Regions from separate parts of the Mus musculus genome. Here region 1 is linked to region 2. Evidence: chromatin contacts called from public HiChIP or PLAC-seq data. All regions are on one chromosome and are shown on one strand. The core of a region is the stretch at or near the end of the contact, and the rest is flanking DNA. Distances in the headings are between cores, read along the strand shown. Region 1 has its middle 21 kb from the start of Lpin2. Region 2 overlaps Myom1 (myomesin 1).

The links. HiChIP or PLAC-seq counts read pairs in DNA pulled down with a chosen protein or histone mark.
Region 1: an H3K27ac HiChIP or PLAC-seq map of the HPC-7 cell line shows a contact between it and region 2, with 5 times the contacts expected there. The contact joins two enhancer-like sites. A contact is called at or near these places in 3 of 15 datasets of contacts at CTCF or cohesin (CD8 T cells, the NIH/3T3 cell line and large pre-B cells), 3 of 484 Hi-C or Micro-C datasets (bone marrow-derived macrophages, embryonic fibroblasts and nephron progenitors), 5 of 115 datasets of contacts at active chromatin or transcription factors (the HPC-7 cell line, bone marrow-derived macrophages, embryonic fibroblasts and 2 more) and 1 of 9 other capture datasets (bone marrow-derived macrophages).

Annotation. Positions count from the first base shown.
Region 1 is chr17:71,159,205-71,166,516 of GRCm38.p6, reverse strand. No RefSeq gene overlaps it. Among named protein-coding and RNA genes, the nearest start is that of Lpin2, 21 kb to the left of the region's middle. Within about 2 kb of position 1,351, at least 94 of the 459 cell types and tissues checked have an H3K27ac peak or open chromatin away from gene starts, as enhancers often do. A contact at or near this core is called in the HPC-7 cell line, where this site is marked.
Region 2 is chr17:71,055,018-71,061,908 of GRCm38.p6, reverse strand. Myom1 (myomesin 1) reads right to left here. Exons shown (of 37, transcript NM_001083934.1): 11 at 643-784. Among named protein-coding and RNA genes, the nearest start is that of Myom1, 39 kb to the right of the region's middle. Within about 2 kb of position 4,993, at least 10 of the 459 cell types and tissues checked have an H3K27ac peak or open chromatin away from gene starts, as enhancers often do. A contact at or near this core is called in the HPC-7 cell line, where this site is marked.

The sequences.
Region 1 (7,312 bases), core at 102-2,601, 110 kb before region 2:
CCAGCAAGAAACAAAAGCTGCCCTATGACCCACCTGGCCATATATACCCAGTGGTTCCATATTCTAGCACAGAGATTTGTTGTACATATTCATTGCTGTTCTACTCAGAATGGCCAGGGAGTGGACTCAGCTTGGATGCTCATCAACAGGTGAATGGATAATGAAAATGTGATACATGTGCAGAACAGAATTTTACTAATTTGTAAAGAAAAAGGAAATTATAAAACTTGAAAGATAAAAATCCTCCTACTCTCTCATGTATATAAATATAGGTGGAGCCTAAAAAAACTAGAAGAGACAGACCAAGCAAAGGTGAAGAGAGAGACAGAGGAGATGGAGAGATGGCTAGCAGCTCTCCCAGTACTGCAGGGCTCTGTTCTCAGCACCTACGCGCTAGCCCAATTATCAGTAACTCTACTTCCAGGGATAGCCTCATAGGGAACCACACGTGCATGCGGTCCCTAGAACATCCATGCAGAAAGAACAGCAATACGCATACAATAAATTAATAAAATCAAATAATACATGTGTACAATATGGAAATGAAATTAGTAGAAGAAGCTCCTAAAAGGAAAACAGGGTGCCTAACACAGAGTAATAGAATAGGAACTATGCAGTTTTAGAAAAAGGTTTATATTCATTATTTTAAATTGTATCTCTGCGTGGGTGTGTGCACATGAGGACAGCGCTAGGGAAGCCAGAAGCATTGAGTTCCAAGGAGCTCAGCTACAGGAGTATGTGAGCCATCTGCTGTGGGTCCTGCTGAGTTCAGGACTTCTGCAAAAGAAATATGTGTTCTTCACTCCCAAGCCTGGAACTATGGGGTCTGATTAAATTAAAATAGTGGCAATTATTCCATAAATTCCAATTAAATAAAAGATGTTTGAGGATGTTTACCTAAACATTAAAAAAAAAAAAAACCCTGAAATTTTGAAATTTGGGTACATGGCAAAAATTTCATTTTACTTTATAATTAAAATTTATGATTATTATGCTAAGAATAAAATTAATTGATAGTTGTAATAACATAGTATAGACATTTCTAGGAATGGAACTAACCCAATCTAAAAATACTTATTTGTAAGGTAAACATTTTTTTTAACATTTTAGTTTGTAATGTAAATAAAGTTTATTTCCTGTTATTTTTCACTCACTCATTAATCTCTATAGGGATCCAGTTAAGTCACCAAGTTTGTTTCCTTTTGATACATGCTGATGTAGCAGACAACAGCAACAGAGCATGTGGTATGACTCGTTCAAATTACCCAGCTAACCACGCACAGTCAGCTGGGGATGGAACAGAAAGGCCTGACTCACTATGTTGTCTTCCCAAGTTGTGAAATCTTCCTTCTTCCTGTTGACAAATCTGGCTTACTCACAGATACGACCTAGCAGAGCGCTAAATATGACACGAGACAGAAGTGTAGCATGAGGCCCTATCAGCTTCCCCTATGAAACTCATAGCGTGTGGTCTTCCCTGAACACAAGGAAATTGGGCCCTCACCAAAAGGCAGGCACTACTGCAGGACTGAAACTCTGAGCAGATGTTAGAAGGTGAAGAAGAAGAAAAAAAACTTTCTTAAAAATGCTATTTACTAGTAGCATACAAGTGCGAATAACTTGCAAAATAAATCCATTTTTCTTGTTTCTGGCATGTGTATGCTGTGGTACACATATGTGTATGTATGCATGGTACACATATGTGTATGTACATGTGTACATGAATCCCTGTGCATGGGACTGATTTGTATCTCATATATAGAGGCAGGGCCTCTCACTCGAACCCAGAATTCACCCCTTCAACTAGTCTGGCTAGCCAGGATCCTGGTCTCTGTGGTTACAGGTAGGCCACCACATCTGCCTGGCACTATGTGGGCTCTGGGGATCCAAACTCTGCACTTACCATCTCACAATGTACTTCTGTAAGAAGCAAACTAGCTGGGCATGGCGGCTCATACCTGCAACAGAAGCACCTGGGAAGCCGAAGCAAGAGGCAGTACAAGTTCTAGGCCAACCCAGACCTTGTCTAAAAATCAAATAAATCAATAAACAAGAAAGAGCAATTGACACATCAAAAAAAAAAACCAAAAAAAAAAAAAACAAAAAAAAAAACAAAAACAAAAAAACCCTCTTTCTTCCAAACCTAAATCAAAATAAGACCAAAAAAAAAAAAAAAAAAAAAAAAAAAAAAGGAGAGAAAGAGAAAAGAAAGCATAGATTTTTTTTTTTTTCTCCCAAAGGTTAGACCCTAGTTAGATTACACTTGAATATCTGTTTCTGCCATGGTTAAATCAGAAAAGCTCTGATCAGGTCAACTTATACTGATCACCTCATAGGGAAAGCATTCTAAATAATCAATTTATTTTCTTCTTGCTCCTGACCTTTACCATCTGACACCTGCCACTAAGTATATTCTATATGTTATACATACCATATATGTGTGTTATATAAAATACATGTTATTATACATACTATATAATACAAAATTTATAACACATGTTTTCTTGTTTATATATTTTTTCTCATTTATATGAAATATATAACATATACTTTATCTATAGTTATATAAAATATATAACATACTTTATATATAGTTATATAAAATATATTTGCATATAGCCTCTCTTGCTACTTGCTCTTGAATTTCATGTCTTCCTATCAACCTTTCACTGATTTTGTGCTCGCCTGGCTGAATTCCATCCATTTGTCCTGTGTGTTCCCATTGAACCAGGAGGTTATAGCCCAAGATCTAAAATTATGATCTTTTTGAGAGCCGGCACTGGGGTGATGTGTGTGGCCTATTATTTGCAGTTGGCTCAGCCTGATCAGCGTGACTGGCATTCTGAAATATCCTGTTTCTCTAGGATGTGATCCCTACTGGGGGTTCTAGGTTTGAGCATCAGATCCTTCCCTTCGCCAAAATGTGTGTTTTCATGGTTTGGAGGAGACGGCTCAATTGGTAATATGCTTGCAGTGCAAATATGAAGACCTGAGTTCTGTTCCTCACACCCATATACAAGGTTGGGTGTGGCAGTGCACATCTGTAATCCCACCCCTGAGGAGGTGGGGACAGGCAACTTCTTGGCACTTGCTAACCAGCCAACCTAGCATAATCAGCAAGTTCAGTGAGAGATCCTGTTTCAAAAATATTAACATGGAAAGTGGCTCTGGCCTCTACACATATCTACACATATGTGTGCACACACACATAGACACAAACATACATGCACACAAAATAAAAATAAAGTGTGAATTTTCAAAGGCTATTATTATTCATTTTTATTTTTATTTTATTTTTTTATTTTTTTTATTTTCTTGAGATAGAGCCTCACTATAATAGTCCTTGCTGCCCTGAAACTTTCCATGTAGACCAGGCTGGCCTCAAACTCACAGAGATCCTTCTGCCTCTGCTTCCTGAATCCTGTGACTCACCTGCCACCACACCTAACTGGAAGTATTATTTTACTCTAGCGACCCACAGCACACTTTGTCCAGAGCTGGGCCTGGTTTTTAGGTCAGGAGGACTGTTGTGACAGACAAGCCCCAAGTGTGTCTGAAGCCAGTCAAAGCTGCAGGACAGAGGTTTGGTCAGCTAGACTCTGCCTCAGGTTTGTGGGACACAGGTAGAACAACCACACTCAGAGAAGGTGTGTGACATAAAGTGGGAGAAGAGTAAAATCATTCCTCTGCTTCACAACCTGCTCTGGGCCCACTCTGGTTCTACCTTTAGTAGATGCAATGACTGTTACACACTTTATATACGATATAGAGCATAGTATATAGTATACAGTGTAGTGTATAGTGTACAGTATAGTATATAGCATAGAGTGTATAGTATATAGTATAGTGTATAGTATACAGTATATAGTGTACAGTATATAGTATACAGTGTAGTATGTAGTATATGGTATATGGTGTATAGTGTACTGAATACAGTATATAACATATAGTATACAGTGTAGTATTTAGTATTATAGTATACAGTATAGTATATAGTATACAGTGTAGTGTTATAGTATATGGTGTATAATATATAGTATACAGTGTAGTATGTAGTTTATGGTATATGGTGTATAGTATACAGAATATAATATATAGTGTACAGTATAGTATATAGTGTAGTATTTGGTGTATAGTATACAGTATAGTATATAGTATACAGTGTAGTGTGTACTATACAGTGTATCATATATAGTACACAGCATATGATATATATTATGTAGCAAGTTATTATACAATGTACAAATATTATGTTTCAATTTAAAAAACCAGCCCAGAAAGCCAAGTAAAAGCCATGTCACAGAGGTGCTTCTTACATAAATGCCTGCAGAAAGTCACTGCTTAATTATCCCAATACTAAGAGTAAATCATGACCAACTATATTTATTTGCCTAAAACTCAACTCCACTTGTCAAAACAAGTCAAAACGAAGAGAAAGAACGGGCTTTGAAAACATTTTTTGCAGACAGCTGCCATCTGTGTCCATGGGACCCTGAAAAGCCTGCTCATGCAAGCTTTCGTCCCGATTCTTGTCTTCTGTTTTATCCTTCCCACTTGTAATTTGCCTTTTGCAGCGGCAAAGCTTTCTCTCTTAGCAGGTAATAGCACCTTTTTAAAGGCAGGGCAGGGTCATTGGAATCTGAAGTTTTCTGAAGCAGCAAAATAGAGGAAGTTGTCATGTGTTAGTGAGAGCTGTCACTCCCTCTAAACCATTTAATTAAGACGCGTGTTTATACTACTCCCTATGTTGGGTATGTGTTTGTGTGTGATGAGTGTATGTGTATGTGCACATGTGGTGCTTATGTGTGTATGTGTGTGTGTGTGTATGGCGTTATGATGTGTATGGTATATTTTTGTGTATGGTATATGTATATGTATGGTATGTGTATGGTGTATGTGTGTATATGTGTATAGTATGGTTTGTGTACATGCATGTTTGTGCATGTGCCTGTGTTCATTCCAGCTCAGGATTTATGTATTTCAGGCAAGCATTCTATGTCTGAGATATGACCACAGCCTACATCTGCTTCTTGACCCTCACAGACAAAGCCAGAAGTTATCTAGTACAGTCAGGTGCCCACCTTCCAACCTTGGGCTTTAAAAGGCCAGTATTAGGAAACAGCTTATGTGGAGGTACAGAGAGACAGTCCCTTCTTCCCTCATGGCCAGTGGCTCTACCTCCACACTCCTCCTCCATTTATCTACACTTTATCAATGATTCATGTACAAGAAATGCTGTCCCCATTACCAAGCATTAAAAATGTGTTTGATTCAACAATAATAAAATAGTTGCTGTAAAATTCTAGGGCAATTTAAGTAATGATTTCACACGCTTAAAAGACTTTTATGGGGGGGAGGGGAGGACGGAAGCTCTTTCTATGTCTTTAATATGTTTTGTTATCTTTTGAAAAGGGGCTGTCTTAGAATTTTATGGCTGTGAAGAGACACCATGACAACACCAAGTCTTATTAAAACAAAACAAAATGAAACAAAAACCAAACCAAACCAAAACAAAACAAAACAAAATATTTAATTGGGGGTGGGTTCCAGTTCAGAGGTTTACTCCACTGTCATCATGGAGGGAGGCATGGTAGCATGCAGCCAGACATGGTGCTGGAGAGTTAGGTAGCTGAAAGTTCTATATCTGGATTGGCAGGCAGCAGGAAGAAAGAGTGCCACTAGGTTTAGCTTGAGCATATGAAACCTCAATGCCCACCCCAGAGACCAACTTCCTCCACCAAGGCCACACCCACTCTACCAAGGCCACACCTCCTAATGGTGCCACTCCCTATGAGCCTATGGGGGTCCTATTCTTTCAAACCACCACAGGGGCCCTCAATAAAATGAGATAAGAAGTAAAGGGCAGCAAAATGAAAGAAGAACCCCCCTGACTAATCAACTAAGTCACGGAACATTCTACCTGGCACATTTTCCCGCTTCTTCCAATTCATTCGTGCACTCATTATCTCTTACTATAAAAATCAAGCAGGCCTGGAATTGGCAGCCATCCTCTTGTGTCTCTTCCCTGAGATGACAAGCATGAGCCACCTTGCCTGCTGAGTAAGCGGTTTTTACCTGGCCCACAACAGCACGAAAGTCTTACATACATTTATCGGCTATCGTGTAATATTTTAAAACATGTGTATTAGATACCCAGGCCACAGTATGCATGTGGCAGTCGGAAGACAACTGGCAGCAGTCAACTTTTCCCTTCCACTGAGTGCATTCCAGGAACCAAACTGAGGTTTTGAGCTTTAATAGCAAGTGCCTTTCCTGGCCGAGCCATCCGAGGTCCCAGGACTTCTGTTCATTACTTAGCAGGTAGTCATTGCCTTCTTCTCGCCCCCTCTCTCCTTTAGATATTTATAAAACAAATGGTCTCATTTGATCCTTGCTTAGTCTCCATGTGGGGAACACAACAGTGTCCTTCTTTCCATTTACAGGCGACTCAGCATCAGACGGAAGGAGGAGGTAGAGTCCATCTCCCTCGCTCTGGGAGTCTCCTACTGAACAGGGTCGAGTATGATCCTTACCCACCATGGAAAATCCGTAACAGATTGAGACTGAGCTAAGCTGACTCCCACCAGAGACTTGTATTGGTCCCAGATGGCTGTTAATCAGCCCTGAAGTTAGCACCAGAGAGCTTTTGATGGTGTGTAGCAAGACTCGTGAATGGGCTCAGCTCCAGGATGTGCATACATTTCTGCCTCCATTGCAGTGATCAATAAGATAGGAACTGTCTGATGTAAGAGGCCCGGGGTCACCTCTTGTCACCGTTGGGAGCTCTGGGTCTGGGTCTGGCTCTTTGGTCTAGCCGGGTGACTACTCTGTAAAGTATCCACGGTGCTAACTTCTCATTTGTAAGCTGGAGCCTCTGTATAGAATACAAGGAAAACCGTGGCACTGTTTATTCTTGCTGAAGAGTTCTGTGATATTCCTGTGGCATAGAGGCCAACAAGTCGGCCCTTGCTGCTCTTGCTGCACTCACAGATTTGCCTGGAGTTGCTCAAGTCCCCAAACCAGCCCCTTCACAAGGCCTCTATTGTGGAAATGTAGTCAATACATTCCAGAGCAAAAGATTTCAAAGCTTTTGAGGCTTAGCAGCAGGTCTGGTCTAGTTTCTGCTTGCTGAATGGGCAAACGGTGCAGATGGGCCACCCACTGACTGCCCGAGGTTGGATTCAGCAGGGATAAGTTAAGTATTTACTCAAGGTTGTCTGAGCAAGGACCCTATCCTGTGGAATGCAGCCAAGATCTAAACGGGCTACACTAGGCATCCTAGGAGGGTGTTGAAGGAGGACCAGTCTATGAA
Region 2 (6,891 bases), core at 3,744-6,243:
CTAAGTAGAGGATCACCTACTTGGGCCAATAGTTTGAATTCATTGCTTGTATTGTTCAAACACAGTAGATGTGTAAATGTGCAAAAATGACAACTCTTGGGATCCATCAGTTCTGAAGGCTATACTCAAGAAAGACTCTTGGGTAAGAGTGTAGCCCAACACTGGGAATTTTTGTTACTATTTCTTATGTTATATGGATAACTTGAAACCACATCATACAGTATAAGGAATTAATTTGTGCCCCTAAAGTCAGTACTTTTAAATGACTGTCATACCAGGAATGCAGTTGTTTAGTATATTGAATATCAGTTACTTCAATTCTACAGTGGCCTCTGCTGATAGGTTTACAATTTAACTATATTCTTGCCATGTTAGTGACTTGAGTTGATTGTCAAATCAAAAGGATTAATGTAAATAAGTAGGTACTAATACGTATGTAGTTATGTGTAGTATACATATATATTGCATACATTGTATATATTATACACACATCACATACATACATACATACACACACAGAGAGAAAGAGAGGTAGAGGAGGAAAAAGTCAGAGACAGCATTTCACTTAGAAATAACAGGAGGAAATCAAGCGCACATCTGGACACCTACAGAACTATGACTGAGGTTAGGCCAAGCACTAACTTATCGATAAAGTATCCCAGGATAGGGCTCCCTCCATCCACAGCTGGCTGCTTCCAAGAGATGATGATGTAATCCTTGTTAGCATCCAAAGACACCACATCCAAGGGTGCAGCTGGGGCTCCTTCGATCTCTGCATCAGCATCTGTAGAGACAGAGGGATCCCGTAAGCTGCTCAGCCAGGCTCTGCCAGCTCGGCAGACTGTGGTCACGGCGCACACATTTCCCACACGTCACAGTAGCTACGTAGTCGGCTTCACAGAGCAAGCTCCAAGTCTTATCATTTGTTCAGCAATATAACAAGGTATGCTTTCCACTTCTGGTGGAAGATCATTAGATGAGAGAATAAAGGGGGCTCTGAAAAGAACCCATGAACCTTTTCTTCTTGGTTCTCAAAATTTACCCCCCAAAATTAATAGGGAGATGTCAGCTAGGTGATTCATGCCAGAGAGTCCATTCTTAAGACATTGTTTGGCAATGGTACTCACCCAGGAGAAAACACTCCTCCCAACTGAACAATCTTTCCCTACGAGCTACACCTCTGCAACGCTTGTGAGTTACAAAGGTGTTTGATATGATGGCAGAAACCTTTGCAGACCTCTGGGTTTAATGTTAATAGGTTGGCGTTACTTGTGAAGAGCTCAGGTTACCTGGGTTTTGGACATTCTGTTTCATGACCTATAAACCATCAGGGCGTGTTCTCTGGGAAAATGTCTCCTGCAGACACACTAAATGAGAAGGACACCAACAAACCATGGCCAGGGCTGAACGTAGAACGTTTCCTGCATGCCAAGCAACAGGAAACGAGTGCTTTCCTGGGCACTCCCGTCTCTTCCCAGGCTTTGCAAGCAGGGCAGAGACAGAAGGAAGAGCAGAGCAAGAATGCAGTGGTGATGCTGATGCTGATGCTGATGCTGATGCTGATGCTGATGCTGATGCTGATGCTGATAAAGCCCAAGTACCAGAAGAGGCACTCAGAGGAGGTCTCTCTCTAGGGGAACAGCTAGCAACAACACAGAAACGTCCTTGTCTTAAAGGCCTATGACTCCACATACTGATGGAGTAATTCCCGTGTTAACAGAGCAGAGTCTAGTTAGCTGAGCAGCCGGCGATTCTGGGTTGTAATAGAAAGCAGGGGACAGGAGGTGTCCAGAGAGCCACAGACCAGCATTTCTATAACAAAGGGTGCAAGATGCCATTCAGGGGGTGAGCTTGAAGATCTATTAAGTTACTTAGGCATTCATCCGCATATGGCCACCTCTGGACCACACCTTCCATGTGCTGACCCTGAGGAAACATGTCCCAGAAAAGCCTGCCTCAAGGATACTAGCCTCTTCTTCATCAGCTGATGCTTCAACTCCAACTGACAAGCGCTCATTGTTCCAGGAAAGCAAAGGTTTCATTTTTGTGGCTTTTAATTCACAATACCACAAGAATAATCACAGTTTAGCTGTGTCTGGGGAATGGCGGCCCCACTGTCTGGTGATGATATTACTTCGTAAACAATCATGTCTTCTGTTTCCTGTATTATCTTCCACTTTTACTAACCTTGGGCATGGGTGTTTGTCAGAGTTGCTTTCCTAAGTTCATTTAACGCTCTTCTGGGTGCCCGTCCTGGCTAGTTTTATGTCTGCTTGATACAAGCTGGAGTCATTTGGGAAGAAGGACTCTGAATTAAGAAAATGCCTCTGCAAGATTTGCCAATAGGCAAGTCTGTGGTGCATTTTCTTAGCCTTGGGGATTGATGGGAGGGCCCAGGCCAATGTGGGTGCTGTCATCCTTGGGCTGGTGGTTCTATAAGGAAGCAGGCTGAGCAAGCCACAAGGAACAGGCCAGTAGCCAGCATTCCTCTGTGGCCTCTGCATCAGCCCCCCACTCCCTTGGGCTCTGACTCAGCTTCCCTCAGGGATGGATTTGTATGCTGTAAGACGAACTAAACTATGCGTTGCTTTTGGTCACAGTGCTTCATCGTAGCAATGCAGTGGTAAACTTTTAACAATAGTTAAAAGTATTGTTCCTGTTCTCAAGATGGGCAACACAGTGTGGGGAGTCTAGCATGGTGGGAATGTATTCTGAGGGGCGCTCTCAGTGTCCAGCTCCAGCAGCTCCTGTCCAGCTCCGGGCCACAGAGCCCACTAGCCAGCATTTATCCTCTTCAAAGCTTCTAGCTTTCTCTCTCTCTCTCTCAACTTCCAAATAGCCTAACTTCCTATGGGTTGATTAATCTGGTCAAAGATTAGCCTGTTACTCATTATGGCCTCAGACATAGGCTAATAATAATAATAATAACTTTTTTCAAAATGTTATCTTATTGTTTATATTTATTATAGAGGTAGTTCATGATTATCAAAGAGATGATAATCAAGAAGGTTAAAATCTCCTTTAAATCTGTAACTCAGAAATAATGGCTACTGACATACTGGCCTAAACTAAAAGATGAAAAAATATTTTGAGATGGGTCTTGCTAGAATTTATGGCTCAGGCTGACCTTGAACTGGGGATCATCCTGCCTTGGCCTGCTGAGCGCTAGGATTGTAGCTGTGTGCCAGCACGTCTAGCAAAAATGATAATGATTATTACTAGTCCAGGCTGGCCACAAACTCATATTTGATCTACTTGCATTTTCTTGTGTCCACTCTTATGTGGGTTATGGATATATGCAACCACATAAGAAATAAATCCTAAATATGATGATTTTTTAAATAACTTGGGTCATGGTGTTCATGCAAACTTCTTTTTCTTGATACATTTCAGGAAGTACAGATATACATCATTCGTTTTCACTGCTGCATAGTAGTTCTTTATGTGAAGCATGAACTTCTTATATTTATTCATATATATTTATACCTTTTTATTAAAATATATGTACAGATAAAGACATTTTAATTTAGTACTCTCATTGGTAAGCAACTCTGGTTTTATGTCATATTTGTCTTCATCTTTGTCCATTTTGTCCTGGAACTGGAGAAGTAGGACTGTGTGCTTTAAATACATAGTTGTAAAACATCCTCAGAGACTTTGAACCAGTTCATAATCACAGCCTCGTATAGGAGGACCGGCTTCTGCGTCCCCCTGCCCTGGTAGAGTTGTTTTTATTATGTGTATTATATGTGTGTGTGTGTACATGTGTATATGCATAGGCATGTGTATGTGCACGCATGTATGTCGACCAGAGTTCAAGGAGTGATGTCTTCCTCAGTTGCCTTGCTCTTTGAGACAGTCTCTCACTAAACCAGGAGTTTGTAGAGTCAGCTAAACTGCTGGGGTCCACCTGTCTCTGAAGCTAGAGTTCCAGGGGTCCCCCTGCCTCTGCCCAGCCCTACACCCTCCAGTGCTGAGTTTATAGAGTGTGCTATTGCAGCTGGCTTTTACACGGGGGCTGGGGGCTTAATGTGTGTGTGGCAGGCACTGAGCTCTCTCCAGCCCCCACAAGGGAGTTGTAAATCATATTATCTTTTCAGTATGGCAGGTAAAAAGGGTCATTTGTCTGCAATTTATGCAAAAACTGAATGCTACAGTTGCTAATGACACTTTCCGTGCACTTGTTTGCCTGCCCCCTCTCTCCTTCCCACCTCCCTCCCTCCTTCCCTGTTTCCCCGCCCCCCCAGTGTGTGTGTGTGTGTGTGTGTGTGTGTGTGTGTGTGTGTGTGTGTGTAAAACAGATGTTGACATTAAGTATCTCTGATGGGCTCAGCACACTTCTGCTGTGCCACTCTGCTGTTCATGTGTGGCCCAGGCTGGCCTTGAACTCCTGATCCTCCTGCCTCTGCCTCCTTCAGCAAATCCTACCAGTAATTCACCACCACATGTGTGAAGTCCCAGGTTCATTCCCCAGCATCTCCAAGCAGCCATAAATTCACTCCACCCCGTGCCCCACCTCCCCTCCGCCCCCAGAGCCCCCAGGGACTATACCACCAACCAAAGAGTACACGCAGTGGGACTCATGGCTCCAGCTGCATATGTAGCAGAGGATGGCTTTATCTGGCACCAATGGGAGGGGGCCCTTGGTCCTGTGAAGGCTCAATGCCCCAGCATAAGAGAATGCTAGGGACATTGGGGCGAGAGTGGGTGGGTGGGTGAGGGAACACCCTCATAGAAACAGTGGGAGGGGGCATGGGATAAGGGGTTTGCAGAAGGGAAACCAGGAAAGGGGATAACATGGGAAGTGTAAATAAACAAAATAACCAATAAAAATTTTAAAAAACAAAAAAAGTATCTCTGATGGCAACTTATAAGTGGTTCTTCTCTTTTTATTGTCTGTTTACAGTATTTTCATGATACAAATTAACTGTGTCATAAAAGCCTGCCCAGATGCGCTCGGCTGTGAAGTGTTTCTGTAGAACAATATGCTTTACACGCTGAGAGTGATGATGCAGAAGCTGCTTCGTAAGCAGCAAAAACACCAGGACCCCAAAAGAGAGTGCCTCTGAGTAGCCTCACGGGCCACCACGGAACAAGGATGAAGACATATCACTTGAAATGCTTTGTAGTTCTGAAAACAATGAATATGAATCCTATGATCCAGCAACTCAACACAGGGGTATGTACTGAAAAGAGATGAAAAAAAAAACTGTCCCATAAATACGAATACTGATAGTGCCAGCACCCTTAACAACACTAACCAGTAGGGACAATCTCGCTGCCTATCAGCAGACAGCATGAGGCAATCTAGACACTGAAGCACTAATCTAGCCACAGAAAGGAACAGGCTACCATATGTGTTATGAGAGAAGTGAATTTCAAACGCCGAGGGAGGGGAGGCAGACTCAGAAGGAAACTGTTGACCAAAGGTTTCCTGAAAAAAAATGTGGACACGGAAAGGAAGCCCTGGCTACAGATGTGTGAGTGGACACGGGGGCGCTCCAGGGAACCCGGAGTGACAGAAATGCTGATGAAGGAAGTCATAGGTGATGACCTGCTAACTCTGCTCATGTACTTAAAGACACTTAGTGTACAGTTAATGTGGGGGGAACTTTATGTGTGTTTATATCTAAATTAAGATGTTCTTTAAAGACTCTAAAAATACATCCTTTCAAATGAATAAGTGAAAGGACGAAGCCGAATGACAGAGTGTTTGCTCTGCACTTACAGGTCCCTTAGCTTCCCGACACTGTGACAGTTACAGTCGTAGTCATCTCAGTAATATAAAAAAAACAAAGCTTTTACTAGAAGTTGTTAAATTCACATACAATTGCTGAAATCTCCCCACATTTTTCTTTCCAGTTATCTACTCAATCCTTTCATATTAACATCTGATAAATCTTAGCATGTTTCCATTTTCTTAATTTGTAGATTATAAAAACTGATACGTGTGAAACTGAACCACTGGTCCCTTCTCTGCGTCTGGCAGAGGCACAGTTCTAAGTGGGGCCTGAGAAATGCAGAGCAACCTGGTCAGGCCAGAGTTCCCAGAACAAGGCCATGAAGGATTTTGTTTCTACTTCTGTTGTTGTTTGGAATAACTAGAGGTGGTCTCCAGATAGTGAGGGAAAGGGATGGCTTTGCACATTCTTTTAGAATCTAGTCACTTCTATCCAGGTGGTGTGGCTAACCTAATTTCCTGATGAGTCCCAGGGAGCCTGTCTCCATAGCAACCTTTATGAAGGTTGCCTCTTCCACTTCCTTAGGGACACCTGGCTTTGCCAAGGATGCTTCTGTGGAGGAGACACCCTGCCACATTTCCCGAGTTACAGATGTTCACCTATGTTTTATCAGTTGCTAGTGATCGCTTGTCAATGTTCAGTTGGCTATGACACAGTGTGTTGAGTCCCCAGCACTCAGTCTTCCTCCTTCCTTTCGCTGTTATGACCTGGAAGTATTGGCAGGAACACTCGGCCGTCCTTGTTAAGTGTTGTACGAGGACTATACAAGAGATTTGTTCACCAGACAGAAGTGACGTGAGCAGCCCTGGCAGCCGTGGTGCCCATGAACTGAACTGGGTTCACCTGCTTACTTGGCAACCAGTTTGCCTACTGAGCTATCTCTCAAACCCACTAAAAATAATGACTTAAAAATATTGAACTTTAACAACAGTATGAACTAACCAGTACCCCCAGAGTTCCCAGGGACTAAACCACCAACCAAAGAGTACACATGGAGGGATCCATAGCCTCAGCTGCATATGTAGCAGAGGATGGCCTAGTTGGTCATCAATGGGAGGAAAGGCCCTTGGTCATGTGAAGGCTCAATGCCCCAGTGTAGGGGAATGCCAGGGCCAGGAAGAGAGAGTGGGTAGGTTGTGGAGCAGGGGAA